Linked DNA regions of Ovis aries: region 1 is linked to region 2. The links are chromatin contacts, called in public Hi-C maps. All regions are on one chromosome and are shown on one strand. The core of a region is the stretch at or near the end of the contact, and the rest is flanking DNA. Distances in the headings are between cores, read along the strand shown. Region 1 has its middle 98 kb from the start of ADCY10. Region 2 has its middle 31 kb from the start of RCSD1.

Evidence for each region. Hi-C and Micro-C count contacts between places; a contact is called where the count stands out from the background.
Region 1: a contact with region 2 is called in a Hi-C map of tail adipose tissue, with 7 times the contacts expected there. The contact joins two enhancer-like sites. A contact is called at or near these places in 9 of 16 Hi-C or Micro-C datasets (hypothalamus, liver, mesenteric adipose tissue and 5 more).

What each region holds. Positions count from the first base shown.
Region 1 is chr1:120,013,068-120,015,802 of ARS-UI_Ramb_v3.0, forward strand. No RefSeq gene overlaps it. Among named protein-coding and RNA genes, the nearest start is that of ADCY10, 98 kb to the right of the region's middle. Within about 2 kb of position 1,379, at least 15 of the 54 cell types and tissues checked have an H3K27ac peak or open chromatin away from gene starts, as enhancers often do. A contact at or near this core is called in tail adipose tissue, where this site is marked.
Region 2 is chr1:119,792,564-119,795,263 of ARS-UI_Ramb_v3.0, forward strand. No RefSeq gene overlaps it. Among named protein-coding and RNA genes, the nearest start is that of RCSD1, 31 kb to the right of the region's middle. Within about 2 kb of position 1,443, at least 9 of the 54 cell types and tissues checked have an H3K27ac peak or open chromatin away from gene starts, as enhancers often do. A contact at or near this core is called in tail adipose tissue, where this site is marked.

The sequences.
Region 1 (2,735 bases), core at 129-2,628, 220 kb after region 2:
CTGTGTACTTCAGGAGGCATGGTTTCAGTTGTTGGCCTGCTTGCTGTGTGGCCAAAAAAAAAAAAAAAAAAAGTTGTACAACCAGTTGTCTTGTTTTGTCTATCATATGTGGTAACATAATTGTGTTTGTCCATATGTACTCTAAAAAAAAATGCCCAAAGAGGTGATCATCTCCCCTCCCCCTCCTCACATCCTGGCAGAAGGCTGCTCTCAAGTCAGACTGAATCTGGTTACAAGGAAAACAACTGGGGCAGAAGGCAGGAAGGAGCTCTAGAAACTCCGGGAGACACGGCTGCGTTTACAAGAAGGAAGTACAAATCTTTCAAGTTCTGAGAGTCCTAGGAGAGCAGCTGCTTCCAGCATCTGTTTCCTTCTGAAAATAGGATGTTAAACTATTGTCTCTTTTTGGCTCAGGGTTTGGATTTAATAATCCATCCATTCCTTCACTGTGGGCTTTATGGGTCTGGTCTTTTTTATTCCAGAATGTAAGAAAGGGATTTTTTTTTTTTTTCTAATCTCCCAACATCTGGGAAGAGGAAGTTGGACAGGTTTCATATTCTCACATTTGTTTTCAATTCCTGCCCTCCAGTGCTATGTGTCTGATACGTTTGTGGTTACTTTTCCCTTTGGGGCATTAAGTAATTTCAGGCATGTGTACCTGAATCACTGCTCTGCTGTGGGCACGGGTTGGGGTGGGGATAGGGTAAGGGAGGAATAGCATAGCTGAGGTTAACTTGCTTAAGACCTGAGGTTGCCCTTCCCCTGATAAGGACTCCATGGAGACTGAGTTTTGAAACTAGATTCAGTCTAGGTTCTTTCTCTTGCTTTGAATAAAATTGGTTGTGGGAAGGGGAGGACTTTGTTTTTTGCATAAGCTTTTAATTTTTTTATTTTTTGGTCTCATCACAAGGCATGTGGGATCTTAGTTCCCTGACTGGAGATGAAGCCCAAACCCCCTGCAGTGGAAGTGTAGAATCTTAACCACGTTTTGTTTTTTAATTACAGTTTATTTCAATTAGATAAATGAAATATAAAATCTAAACTTATTTTGTAGGGCCTCTCTTACAATGTACAATAGGCTCAGAGGAATATGGATCATTTTGCAAAGAGATGTCCTTGCTCTTACTGGCCCAGAAGAACCCCGGAGACTTTGTTTATAACATATCTGAGTGTTCCTATCTGGTTAAAAGCCCTGATGTTTTTTACATGTAAGTCATTGCTGAAGGAAGTGGATCTGGCAGGGGGGGAAATGGCTCTGAAAAGTGTGTTCAAGGATCTTGGTCCCAAAGAATGTGAAACATCTGTGGAGCATGGGGCTGCTGGAAGACAGCAAGTGCCACGCCGCCTGTATCCTGCAGCAGTTGAAGCAGCTAAACCAAGGTCCCATGTGAAAGGATATGAGCCAGCACTGCGTCATCAGGAAGGCGCTCGCACCACAGAGGGTGCAGCGTGGCTCCTGAGCACAGGACCCTTGGGACACGCTAGGCTCAGACAGGAGGCTCAGCTCATGACTGAATGTTGACTAAATGGGCTTGGGCAAGAGAGAAAACAGCCCAAGGGAGAAAAGTGAAGCAAACTTAGGAGGAGAGCTAGCACTTGGCTGGAAATAACTGGCCTCCTTTCATGTCCTCCCTCGAAAATACCATGAGAGAAAGTGAAAGATTTAGGTTCATTATGAATTTTCTATTTCAATTAACTTCAGGCTTGTAGACTGTGACTCTCCAAGGGCCACCCTTCAGGCCTCCTCCTCCCTATGGCCAGCATGCATTAAAGTCATTGCAGAATGCCAGCCCTTCCTGCAGAGGCGAAGGCCCAGTAAAGCAACCTCACCACTGTATGACTTGGGCATTAGACTAACATGTGATCTCTTATTAAGCATTAGTTTGGCATCCTGGAATCACATTAAATGGAGAAATATTGGGTTGGCCAAAAACTTTGTTCAAGGTTTTCCATAAGATGTTATTACAAAAACCTGAACAAAATTCTTTGGCCAACGCAATACATATTGATAAAAGGTTTAGCTTAACTGGTGTGATACCTTTTCTCTTATGTAGTAATAATTACCCTCTGATCGAAGCTGGTGTTATTCTCTGTCATAGACATGTCCCAACTCCATCGACAATGGTTCTGTTCTGGCATTTTAAGGTTAACGCTCTTATAGCACTGTCCTAGATAATAGCTACAGGCCACATGAGACCATTAATTTAAATTAATTAAAATTAAATTTAAAATTCAGATCCTCAGTCTCAAGTGCTCACTAGTTACATGTGGTGAAGGACAGTGCAGGGAGAGAACATTTCCTTCATCACAGAAAATTCTGTTGGACGGTGATAGTGCAGACCATGCCAGAGTTATCGTTTTGAATAGTTGTGCCAGATTATACACACACACACACACATACACGCTCACATCATCTCCCCACACTCCTCTTTTCTCTTCCTATAGAGGAGTGAAAGTGAAGTGAAAGTGAAAGTGAAAGTCGTGCCTGGCTCCGTGGACTATACAGTTCATGGAATTCTCCAGGCCAGAATACTGAAGTGGGTAGCCTTTCCCTTCTCCAGGGGATCTTTCCAACCCAGGGGTCAAACCCAGGTCTCCTGCATTGCAGGCGGATTCCTTACCAGGTGTGGTGGGTGGGAGTACAAATATGCCTCACAGTGGCGGTCCTGGTGGTTGCCACTCTGCAGTGGATAGGTGGAGCTCACTAGCGCCTACTGTGTCCCACACACTGGGGG
Region 2 (2,700 bases), core at 193-2,692:
GAGGTGGGTTGCCATTCCCTTCTCCAGGGGATCTTCCTGACCCAGGGATCAAACCCATGTCTTCTGCATTGCAGGCAGATTCTTTACCATCTGAACTACTATGGGCTCCTTTTAGCCTAATGATGAAAGTATTAACTCATAGAGTTGTGGGGAAGATTAAACGGGATGATCAATCTAAAGTATCTGACAACTTGCGACACATAGTAGGGAGTCAATGAGTAGAAGTTATCACTTTGTTGCTTAGCATGGCTGACATATAGTGGTGCTTAATACGTGTTTGAGTGAATTAACGAATGAAATGTGTAGAATCATGAAGATTTTCCTGCACTGAGGAATCCAAATATTTTCAAGGTTTTTAAATGTGGAATCCGATAGTTGAATCACCTCAAGGCAAAGCAATCAGTCTGTCTGGATAAGATAATTCTGTCAATCTTCTCTACTCTTTTGAGAAAGCAGAGATCGGAGGGGGTAAGTGATGTGCCCTTGGCTTCAGAGCTGATGAGGGAAGTGGGATGAGACTGACTCTTGAGTCCTAGCTCAAGATTTAATTAACCATTAGGGACCTGCCGGACCAGCTGGGAGGGTGGGAGGACCGGAGGATGGGAAGGCAGGTCTTAATAGGCTGATCCTAGAAAACAAATAGGCTTTGGGCTTGGTTTCAACATGCTTATGAAGGCCTTTACACAAGTGACCTCACCCAGGTGTGGAAAGAACCAGAACCACAAAAGAGCTTCTTGTTTGTCCCGGGGCAAACTGAGGCTACGCTTAGAGGCTCAGTCCCGTCTGAGTCTTTGCGACCCTATGGACTGTAGCCCACCAGGCTCCTCTGTCCTTGCGATTCTCCAGGCAAGAATACTGGAGTGGATTGCCGTGCCCTCCTCGGGGCAATCCATAATTGGCTTCTAATCTGAAGGGATCTGTAGGAAGCGGCTCTCACTTCTCCAAATATGCTTCTTCCTGTGTCACAAGAAGCCTTGGGTCACCTCCTTCCTTTGTGCAACAAAACAGCAATTCTGTCTCTGCTTTTTTTCTTTCCTGTTACAATTTGCTTTGCCTTTTCCGGGGCCCGATTCTCAGGACACAGCCCTGCTGTAGCTTCGGTTGGGTCTATCAGCAGCCTCCCTGGGTTTCCTGACCTGCACAGAATAGCAAAAGACTGCTGAGCCCCGAGGCCCCTCCCTTTCTCTGAATAAAACAGGCTTCCCTGGGGTGGTCCAACCCCTCTGCTTTTGATCTGCCAGCAGGAAGCAATAAAAGGCACTTTCCACGTGCCTGTAGTAACTGCATTTTCCATATACAAAAACAAGGTTCATTACCCAACCAGGACAAGTGCCATTCTAAGGACTTTGGAACAAAAGACGTGAAACTGAACCGTGCCAGAAATCCCAGGATGGCTAGTTGCCATGCACAGTCCTCGTGGAAAATTGCTCCTCTGGGGAATGCCTGCTGGAAGTGCCATCTGCTTTTGCCACAGATTCAAGGCTGTGACTGCAACTCACATACTGGCCATAGTAGGACTTTGGTGAACTCCGGCTCAGATTCTACTAGGAAACCAGGGCTGAACGGCTGTGTGCAGGAAACCTCTTTCCTTGACTTCACTTGCTTGTTTTATCTGTGTAAAGATCCTATTCCCATGAGGGCTTTGCAAGGTGTTTTTTACCTTCAACTCAGTTATGATTCTTTTAAACATATCAATCCAAGGAGGGGAGGAGGGAATGGGGAGTAATTACTAACGGGCACTAGTTTCTTTCTGGGGTAATGAAAATGTTCTAAAATTAGATTGTGGTGGTGCTTGCACTCTGAACATATTAAAAGCCATTGAACTGTACATTTTAAATGGGTAAAATGTATGTGAACTATATCTCAGTAAAACTATTAAAAATTTTCAAAAATCAATCCAATGACTTTAGAATATGCAATAAATACATGTCAGGTACTAGGTTGTGTAGTGCTGAAGATAAAGTGGTGAAAATGCCATTCATTCCAACTGGTTGGTTCTCTACTATGGCCATGAAATTGAAATAGGAGGAAAAGGGACAGGACAAAACCTTTGAAAGAACGACATAGCCCAAGGGCACAGCATTAAACTGAACAGAACCAAATGGGTCCAAAATGACAGACAAGTCAAACTGACTAAACCTTGACACTCGGCATAAGCTCATTGTAACATGTCGGCAAGCTAAATGACAGGGTTAGAGCTGCCACGACAGTTCCATCAGAGAAAATTGGACAGTGGCCAAACACCTGGAAATCCCAACCTTTCCCCCACAATAGTTGGAATAGTTCCGCCACTCATTAGCCTATGAAATTTCCCAGTCCATAAAAGCTAATGACACCACATTTTGGCGCTGCACTCGTCCTCTGTGGTGGCCCACCTTCTGTCTGTGGAGTGTGTTTTTCACTGAATAAATCCACTTCTTACCTATCACTCTTTCTCTCACTGAATTCTTTCTGCAATGAGATATCAGGAACCTGGGCTTCATTAGGTCCTGAAACCTGTGATCTCAGTTGGAAGACCGTGAGTTTTGGCTGGGTTTGAGTCCCAGGACATGGGTTCAAGTCCCAATCTGAGTGAAATGGTTTCAAAGCCATGCTTATCCTCTGGGGAGGACCCAATGACTGCCGGAGTGGCTTCTACCCTTCCACATTCAACTATAATAAAAATAATCACAGTGTGGTAAAATGAGAGCCAGACTTGGC